Linked DNA regions of Ovis aries: all the other regions are linked to region 1. A link is a contact called in public Hi-C data. All regions are on one chromosome and are shown on one strand. Each heading gives the region's core, a stretch centred on a gene start, on an enhancer-like site or on the middle of the called end of the contact. The rest is flanking DNA. Distances are from core to core; before and after follow the strand shown. Region 1 has its middle 7.7 kb from the start of TRNAW-CCA. Region 2 has its middle 150 kb from the start of BTG1. Region 3 holds the start of BTG1 (BTG anti-proliferation factor 1).

Evidence for each region. A called contact is a pair of places that touch in the nucleus more often than the background predicts.
Region 2: a contact with region 1 is called in a Hi-C map of tail adipose tissue, with 2.8 times the contacts expected there. The contact joins two enhancer-like sites. A contact is called at or near these places in 2 of 16 Hi-C or Micro-C datasets (skin fibroblasts and tail adipose tissue).
Region 3: a contact with region 1 is called in a Hi-C map of tail adipose tissue, with 8 times the contacts expected there. The contact joins the promoter of BTG1 here to the enhancer-like site in region 1. A contact is called at or near these places in 4 of 16 Hi-C or Micro-C datasets (blood, hypothalamus, skin fibroblasts and 1 more).

Annotation. Positions count from the first base shown.
Region 1 is chr3:127,766,902-127,770,121 of ARS-UI_Ramb_v3.0, forward strand. No RefSeq gene overlaps it. Among named protein-coding and RNA genes, the nearest start is that of TRNAW-CCA, 7.7 kb to the right of the region's middle. Within about 2 kb of position 1,755, at least 37 of the 54 cell types and tissues checked have an H3K27ac peak or open chromatin away from gene starts, as enhancers often do. A contact at or near this core is called in hypothalamus and tail adipose tissue, where this site is marked.
Region 2 is chr3:128,685,114-128,688,333 of ARS-UI_Ramb_v3.0, forward strand. No RefSeq gene overlaps it. Among named protein-coding and RNA genes, the nearest start is that of BTG1, 150 kb to the left of the region's middle. Within about 2 kb of position 1,753, at least 6 of the 54 cell types and tissues checked have an H3K27ac peak or open chromatin away from gene starts, as enhancers often do. A contact at or near this core is called in tail adipose tissue, where this site is marked.
Region 3 is chr3:128,536,889-128,540,108 of ARS-UI_Ramb_v3.0, forward strand. BTG1 (BTG anti-proliferation factor 1) reads right to left here and starts at 1,780. Exons shown (of 2, transcript NM_001142887.1): 1 at 1,631-1,780; 2 at 1-682. The coding sequence starts at 1,778. The coding sequence ends at 315. LOC121819091 (a long non-coding RNA gene) reads left to right here and starts at 2,451. Exons shown (of 2, transcript XR_009600216.1): 1 at 2,451-2,833.

The DNA.
Region 1 (3,220 bases), core at 505-3,004:
GACTGATTTCCTTTTGGATTGACTGGTTTGATCTCCTTGCTGTCCAAGGAACTCCCAAGAGTCCTTTCCAACACAATTCAAAAGCATCAGTTCTTCAGCACTCGGCTTTCTTTATGGTCCAACTCTCAATACAGTGGTTTAATTTCTGCTAGGCTTCAACATGCTATGCCATGACACACAAATAAGAATCTCACTGGGTCTCAATTCATCAGATTGCTTTAATTTACTAAGACTGCATATTAAACTATTAGCAGCTGGTTGTCTACAAAAACCTAGCTAAACTCCTGGGAGCCATTGTATATCTGCTTTCTTAAAACCTGTCCCAGTGTGCACCAAACTGATGTTGAAAAAAAGAAGATAACCCTTCCCAAAGTGCCTTAGTTGAGTTTCATCTTCATAAACCCAGGAGACATATCCCCTCAATACCATATTCTGTACCCCTTAAAGTAAGGAAAGTTTACTTTTGAAACTTCCTTGTGTTCCATTCATTATGGTAGATTTTTTTTTTTTTTGCATCTCTTGGCCTATACCTGCTGTGTACTTGGCCATCCTTGCTCATAGAAGACCATCACAAACCACTTATGCAATCCCAGGGTTGGATCTTAAATCTTTGCTCCTTCTTGAAGTCTTCCAGTTTTCCAGATAAATATACTCATATTACAGATTCCCTGTTATCATACGTCTTAATGGCATTCTGATTTCTAGCAACCAGAAGTAAAAGGGGATTTTCTTAAAACAAGCAAGCAACAGCAAATGAGTTCACAGTCCAAGCCTGAGTAATAAATATTGGGAAATCTAAAACCTCAGCATATTTTTAAGAATTAGACATAGATTTGCTCTCCCTCTCCCCTCAGGAAGTCTCCTTTCCTGTTAATAAAATTACTTTATGCTATGAAATTTTGGTTCAGTCTAGCTCTGCTTCCTTCTTGCCTAGTTAGATAGATGGCTGATGGAAAACCGGTTTCAGACCTGAATTTTCTCATTTGACAATTTTCATTTCCTGATAATATTACATAATTAACAACTTATGTGGGCTTCCCTGATAGGTCAGTTGGTAAAGAATCTGCCTGCAATGCAGGAGACCCCAGTTCAATTTCTGGGTCGGGAAGATCTGCGTTCTAATGCTTCATCACTTCAAGTGCATTTGGGAAAAAAATACTCTTGTGCCTACTGAATAATGGCTCAAATGAAAGAACACGATCAAAAGAACGCTTAATTGCCACGCATAAAACACACTGAATATTTATGATTTTAATTGCTACACACCATGTGCATACTCGTTCGGACAATTATATACATCTCTAAAGGTCAAAGGAAAAGGATGACTTTATGCCTTTTTAAACTCATGATGAGCAAGCCCTTTAAATTTTCTATTAACTCGAAATGATAATTTATAGAAATTCTTCAAAGGAAAAAAAAGCGTTAGTGTTCTGTGTATGATAACTGGCATTTTTGTGTATTTGTGAAATAGATGCTTTTGGATTAAAAAAAAAAAAGGAATAGTGACTATTTCTTTGACTTCCTGCCTCTTTACTAAAAGGATAATTTGGAACTAGAAAATGCAGTTCTATTCCTAAATTTATTGTTTACCAAAACACATGCTAATGTAACAGCGTATGAGTAATTAAAGGAAAAATGCCAAACACGTTGCGACAGGCAAAATGTACTTAGCTGTTAGCTTTAACTATGCTACTTTCATTCTGCAGCCTACCCTCTCCGAGACCAAGTATTTTTGAGAGTGAGGCTAAAAATAGCCAGTCAAGCCTAACAACTAGCTTCTGATTGGCTCGGTGAAAAGGCCACTCAGCCAATGAGAGCTTCTGGGAACAAAAGCAATTCTTTTGTGTGTGAGATGCTCAACCCACGTCAAAACAGCTTCAGGCTGCAGAAATGATTTTGGTTGAGATTTAACAAGGTAATAATGCATTGCAGCTCTCTGAAAGGTTTGAAGCAGAACAAAGAGGGTAGTGAAATCTACAAAACAAATGGAGCGCTCAGGCTTTCAGGAGATGAATCATCCCGGAGCAAGAGCTACACACATTTGCAAACCCAGAACAGCAAGAGTACTAGGATTCTTTTTTTTTTTTTTCCCCCTTTCTTTTTTTCTGATATTTTACATTATTTTCCAAGCTTTTTTTCTGCCCAAGGAAAAAGCGAATCAAAGGCGTTGTGTTCTGACTATGCACAAACGTGTCATTACGCTGATTTTCTGATAAATAGAAAGTAATTCATTCATGATACCTTTAGATCGCACAAAGAGAAGATAAAAATTTATATGCCATGGACAGTAGGTAGTAAAGCTCTCGAAACTTTGGACTTCGGTTTCTAGGCAGCAAAAATACCTCTTGTTCACAAAATAAAGGCAGTTCTGGATTAATACTGTGATAGCTCTTGGGATAAACACAATAAAGCAAGACTCGATTTGAGGCAGAAGCTCTGATCTTTGCGAGGTTTTGGCCACTGGCAAGGCATTTCGCCTCTAGGGGTCGCTGTTGCACAGCTGACGAACCTCTTTCGTGTCTCCTCTGTTTAATCTTAAATGAAAGGAAAAAATAGGCTTCGTAAGTGCCTTTCAGGTCGGACAAAAGGGAGTGGGGAGTTAGTGTTTGAAACCCTTAAGGATGGTTTATGGTCATCAGCATGGGACATGTATCCTGTAGCAATACAGATTACTTCACATGGAACTGAAATGTACAGGACAAAGTGTTGCTACAGTAACCACTGGAAATGTTACATAACATATAGGAACCCATAAGCCATTTCAAGGTTCTAAACTGGCTTTATTGAGCAGATAATTCAAAGATAGCGTGATGCTCCATAGGCTCCAAGCTGTAGGAAATACACAAGGATGCACGCTTTAACTTCTTGAATAGAAAACCTGTACAGTTTACTAAGCCCAGAACATTGTTGACAAGGAAACACAGATTGCAAACACATTATTTGTGCATTTGTTCTCTTTCCAAGAAACCACAGGTGCAATGCATTTTTGTCTTCAGTATAGCTTTTCTGATAAATGATTACTGAATGAAGCCTTAACCTTTATTCTTGGTGTGACACAAAAGACCTAAATAAATCAAACATCACAGTAAAATGGAATTACACTTTTATTATGTGATTAGGTGTAATCAGAGAGCAATATTTCTTTAAAAGTTACCTGTTTAAAGAAATGCATAGTTTTAAAATATTGCATTTGCTAATTGTTGGTTCCAACTGCGTTTAG
Region 2 (3,220 bases), core at 503-3,002, 920 kb after region 1:
GGCAGGTGGATTCTTAACCCCTGAACCACCAGGGATGTCCTCAACAAAACTTTACTGACAAATACAGGTGGCAGGCTCGATTTGGTCCCCAAGCTGTCAGTTTGCTCACTTTTGTTTTAAATAGACCCAACTTATTCCTTTGTAGGTGCTGGTTCTTCTGCCTGGGATCCTTTGTCCTTTTATCTCAGCTCCAATATATTAATTCATCAAAATTCCTTCTTTATTGCAAGATTATTAGATGCCAGAGACTGTTCTAAGATCTAGAGATGCAACCGTGAAAAAACAGACATTTTCAACAGTGATAGATGTTAAATTCTAGTGGAAGCAAATGAACAATGAACAAGTAGCAAACAACAGCATTCACGCCAGGTGGAACCAGGATAAAGAAAAATAAGGGCGGGTAGGTGAGTGAGTACGTTAATTTATTTTTTTAATATTTATTTATTTGGCTGTGCTGGGTCTTAGTTGCAGTATGTGGGATCTTTAGCTGTGGCATGTGAGATCCAGTTCCCTGACCACGGATTGAACCTGGGCCCGCTGCACTGGGAGTGTGGAGTCTTAGCCACTGGACCACCCGGTAAGTCCTGAGGATGTTATTTTAAATAGTGGTTGAGGAAGGCCACTCGGATGAAGTAACATGAGAGCAGAGATGAAAATAAAGCATGAATTCAGTTAATGTGGATATAGAAGGGGGGTGGGGTAGTGGTAGGAAAAGCATTTCAGGCAGAGGGAATAGCAAGTACAGGACTCAAGGCAGAGCCTTCTTGGTGTCTTAGAGGAAGTGATAGGAGGCCAGTGTGATTGGAGTGAGGTGAATGAGGGGGGGATGAGCTCAGAGAGGCGGCGATGGGCAAAATTTTGTAGGGCCTCGTGGGGCCATGGAAAGGATTATAATTTTCATTTAGAATAAGGCTAGAATCCACTGAAGGGTAGAGACCGGAAGACTGCAATAATCTGCCTTGTATTTTAACAAGATCTCTCCCATAGCCACGTGTAGGATAGAGTACAGGGAGGCCAGAATAAAAGCAGAAAGACCTGATAAGAGCATTTTACAATAATCCAGGTGACATAAGTTTCCCAGGGTGACAAGAGGGGACGTGTTAAGAGTTTTTAGGTTTTGCATATATTTTAAGCTGCAAGGTAAAATGTGAAGGAAATAGTCAGGGATGATGCCAAGAACTTTTGACCTGAGGAACTGGAAGGATGAAGTTTCCATTTATCGAGATGGCAAAGACGATAGAAGGAACAGATTGGGTGGGAATAATCAAGATTTTAAAAAAATTATGTTATGTGCAAGATACCTGCTAAACCCGTAAGTGGAAATTTCAGGTAGCCTGTTATAGGACATAACTGCTTTGGAATTCAATGGGAACATCATGGTAGGGGTGGGTATTGGGGAGTTATCTGAAGTAGATGATATTTAAAGCCCTGAAATGAGGTAGGAAAGCTTAGAGAAAAGGGAGAAGAGAACAGTTCAAGGACGGAGTTCTGAAGTACACCATGTTCAAAGTTTGGGAAGATGAAGAAGAGTCAGCACAGAGGACTTAAAAGCAGTGACCGTGAGACAGGAAGTGAAGCAAGAGTGGCCTCCCAGGAGCCAAGTGAAGAAAGCCTTCCAATAAGGAGGAAATGAGCAACTGTGTGAAATATCACTGACATATTGAGCAAGATGAAGACTAAGACACGACCCAGATTCAGCAATGTGGGAGTCACTGTTGTCCTGGATGAGAACAGTGTGAGGCCTGGTAAGTATGAAAGCTTGTGAGGAGCGAGTCAACAGAGAATGGGAGAGGCCCAAATGGTACCTTCCTTATCCTGGGACCCCATAACACTGCATTCTCTCATAACATTTTTTCACAGTTACAATTATTAGCTTATATTTCTATCTCTGCAACTACTCAGTGAGCAATCTGAATGCTGAGCCATGTTCATCATCCTCTACACAACCCAGCAAGAGGTACTCATTAACTATTTGTCAAAAGAATGTGAAACTGTAATCTAAGAAAGCTTTCATATAGATGAATATGAGACCCATTTAGACTGGGCTTTCCTGGTTGCTGAGTGGGTAAAGAATCCACGTGCAATGCAGGAGATTCAGGAGATGTGGGTTCGATCCCTAGGTCGGGAAGATCCCCTATAGGAGGGCACAGCAACCCACTCCAGTATTCTTGCCTGGAGAATCCCATGGAGAGGAGCCTAGTGGGCTACAGTCCATGGGGTCACAAAGAGTTGGACATGACTGAAGTGACTGATCATGCAAGCATGCCATTTAGACCAGAAAAAGTAACACTAATAAATGGGATTTTAAAAGGAAAGGTGATGGATGCTGTATATTATACATGGTGTTGTGACACTGTAGATATTTGGGTTTATTCCCTGAATATTTTTTACTATTTTTGTGTTTACATTATACATAAATTATTCTCCATAGTGTATGGTGAGATCCCTCAACTAATTCAATTTTGTTAAAGAGTAGAGTGAAGATCTATAGAAATTAGGAGCTTTATCCTCTTCCTGTAAAGTTTATGTACTTGTAAGAGTAAGTAAAATGTCTCTTACCTCCTTTCAAATTTTCAAAGTTACCAACTCACCATTGTTGTAGGAAGTCTCCAAAAATGCCTAGTTCCTTATTTTCTCTCTTTAAGATTACATTAAAAAAAAATAAGAATCACTAAAGTGAGTTACTTTGGGGTCTGAATAACACTGAGTTTGTTATTTCTCTTTTTGTTGGAATAATTATCTGAACATTGAGTTCTTAGAGCCATAACAACTATTAAGGTCCAGAAGCACAAATTATTACATGATGATTCAAGTGACTTTCTGATTATACTGCTTAATAAAATTAACACTGGAATCTGAAACACTGTGTCCAGAAGTCAAATGGTGACTTTCCAAGGGCCCATTAAAAAAAAATAGATTCATTTTAGAGCATAAAATTTTGCAATCTTTATATTTCCAAGTGAGAGCTAGTTAGTACAGTTAGTTACTACAAATTAGTGATTCAGTTACATTTTATTTATTCAATATGTGGGGAGAAGTTTTAAAAAGTGTTAAGTGAGTCATTTCATAAGACCAAAGCCAAGCAAAATTAGAGCAGCCCCTGGTTGAAGCTATTTTTATCACAATGAGAAGGTTTCTCACTGCACCCTAGGTACACAGGTGTGGTCAAACTTCAGCATGGAAAGTAAGAAGTCATGAATTCTAAGGCAATGATTACGAA
Region 3 (3,220 bases), core at 530-3,029, 770 kb after region 1:
TTTTCATTAAAGGGACTGACGTAAAAATTTAGGTATCATGTCTGGGAGAAACTGAAACCATCCTAGGACTTCACTCCTAGCAAATAAGATGATCATTTACTTGGACTCACAGGCTATTAAAATCATTGAAAGGTACTGTCCAAACTATGGCACTGTCACTTAAAAAAATTTTTTTTTTACCACTCTATCTTGTGCCAGATCTTCACAGCTGTGACATGGTTTAAATTCCATAATCCATCCCCAAGGGGAGCCCACCCAAAGCAAAAATCAAATTTATCCATCCATTATAAGATGATCCATCCACAGACTATATCTTAACCTGATACAGTCATCATATTGTAGTTTTTGGAAGGGCTTGTTCTGCCCAAGAGAAGTTCCTCCTTACAGCTGATTCTGCTGTCTACCATTTGCACGTTGGTGCTGTTTTGGGTGCTACCTCCTGCTGGTGAGGCTTCGTACAGCACACAGATGGAGCCATCCTCGCCAATTCTGTAGGACACTTCGTACGGGTCAACCCAGAGCGTGAGTTCACTTGGGAGAAGCCTGAACAGCTCCTGACTGCTCAGTCCAATCCGCTGCGCTGCCTGTCCAATCAGAGGATCCATTTTATGGTTGATGCGAATACAACGGTAACCTGATCCCTTGCAGGGCTTCTCTGGGAACCAGTGATGTTTATAATGTTCTACACAAGAAAGGAAGAGAGAAAACAATGCTTAGACCCCGTTACTGCCGGCTCCCGCCTTAGTCTCCTTCTTCTGTTGGCTCCTTTAAGTGAAAATGCCGAATATCAACTTTTTTTTAAAAAGCCCCGCAACGCATTCGCGGATGTGCGCGGATGGAAAACGAGCAGGGCAGGGTTTTAGAAACAACAGTTGCACGGGACAAAACAATCTCCGGGAACCAACCGGCTGAGCCGCCAAAACGGGAATCAGGCGCGCAGCCTGCGCCAGCCGGACGGCACCGGCGGCCAGGCGGGAACCTGTTTACTTTCTCCACCCCACCCTGGCCGCACACAATAGGGTTTATGACTTTGGAGGAGAAGCGCCACCGGAGTGTTAACCCCGAAGGGAAGGAAAACAAGCCACCCTAAACCACGCTCTGGGCAGGGCTGTAATTGTGCCGCTGACAAATCCGATGATTAATGGGCAGGGTTAGGAGGCGTGGGGGGACCGCACGTCTGTCCCGAGTGAGCTTCGGGGCAGCCGCGCCGTTTTACCCCCGGGCCCGACCGCCGAGCCCGCAACCGTTGGACCGGAGTGGGGGGAGGGAGCGTCGAACCCACCCCAGCCCGCGGGTCCTTTGTCCCCCCAAATCCGCGGAACGTCCGAAGACCGCAGCTCCCGCCTCGGTCGGCTTTAGTTTCTTTGTTGTGCGTCAGTTTTCTTCTCCCCTCCGTTGGCCAACCGCGGGGGGACAGGGAGCGCCCTCGACCCAAGCCCCAAACCCTCCCCGGGACCCGCCGTTAGCGGCCGCCGGCGCGCCAGCCACCATCCCGCGGTCGGACTCGAGCGCGGTCGCCCGGGGCGCTGCGGACACTCCCGCGGCCCCGACGGCCCGGCCCCTACAAGTGCGGCCGCGTCGCCCCCCGCCCCCGGCGTCCCTCGCCCTCCTGCCACCACGGCCCGCTCACCTGCCAGCAGCTCCTGCAGGCTCTGACTGAAGGTCTGCAGTTGTCGCTCGCTCGTGAGCCCCTTGGTGCGGAGGAACTTAGAGATGAAGGACACGGCGGCGGCGATCTCGCCTATCATGGTGGCGGCCCGACTGTAGAAGGGATGCATGGGGGCGGCGGGCGGGGGCGGCCCGGGGCGGCCGGGGCTCGGCGGCGCGGCCCCGACGGAGGAGCGGCCACCCCGGGCTCCCTCACAAGTCAGAGGGCTGAGAGGGAGAGAGGGCGTGAGCGGCGTAAGGCTACTTTTTTTTCTCCTTTCTTTATAGTAAAAAAAGTTATTTTCGACACAGGAGGCGGCAGGAAAGAGGAAGAGACGAGCGACGGCGGCCTGGTCACATCGCTCGGACCTCCCCAGCCGCCTCCGCCTCCAGCTCCGCAGCCTCCGAAGCTCCCAACAGTTGCATTTCCAGCTCCGACGGGCTAAGAGATAAAGGGGTGGTGCAGCACTTTTTATAGAGCCACGGAAAGGAAGTGGCGTAGCTGGAGCGTGACGGCCCAGTCCAGCCAATCCAGAGATCGCACCATTGTGACGCAAGCAGATTCGGAGTCGGAGGGGGCGGGAAAAAGGGGCCAAGGGGCGGGTCCATAGACTAGGAAGAGAGGGAGGAGCTGACGTAATCCGCTTGTAAACAAATAAACCCTGGAGTGGCAGCGGGAGAACGGGGAGCAAGTGGCGGGGGAAGGAGGAAACTAGGGGTGCGCGTGTGAAAGCCCCGCCTCCCCAGCCCTAGCTCCTCCTTCCCGCTCCAGCAACTCCAGGCACCGCGCCAGCGCATCCTCTGCAAGAGTACTCTGCCCGGGCTAGCCTGCAAGGAGGCTTAATGCTGTGCAGATAAAAGCGGCCCGGCTTAGGCTGTGTACGCCCGCGCCAGCGGCACGAATACGTCTGCATGGCAGTGGCCCGCTGACTGTACTCGGTGTTTACATCCTGTCCCCGACGCCGAGTCTACGTGGCTGGCTCCACGGGCAGGATGAGCAGCGGGGTGTGGGTACCAGTGCTGAGGATACGGGGAGTGTGGAGAAGAGTGGAGCGAACCGGCTCTCGAGGGTTAGTCAGCCTGTTAGGGTTGCTGTTCAGTGGCGTCAAGAGTCAAAAGGAGAGAAGAATGGAGTCCTTACTGAACCCATCTTAAAACTGATAAGAAAGCCTGTAATTGCAGATAAGTATGTTAACCGTAACGTTTAATCTATAAACAGAAAAAAACTATATAATGCGTTTTACACCGTTTACGCACAAAACCGAAGGTTGTTTCTTTTTCTAAACTAAGTAACTGTCTCAGCCTTCGCCTTTTGCTGTTCTTTATAAAACAAGAAAATAAAGATAAAATGTGAAGGCTGTGAAAGTACTAGGGCAGACATTTAAGGTTACTTGAAGTCCTACTTGCCAGGCTGGGGGTAGGGGTGGGGGGCCGGAGGGGACGCGGGAATACGAAGGCAGGAGCCTGCTAAAAACGATTAGGCCTGCGAAAGGGTTAACCCGAACTCCATTAAAGAGGAGGGGGGGAAAAAAAGATGGTGAGCTGGGCAGATGGAGAAAGCAAACAAGAGGCA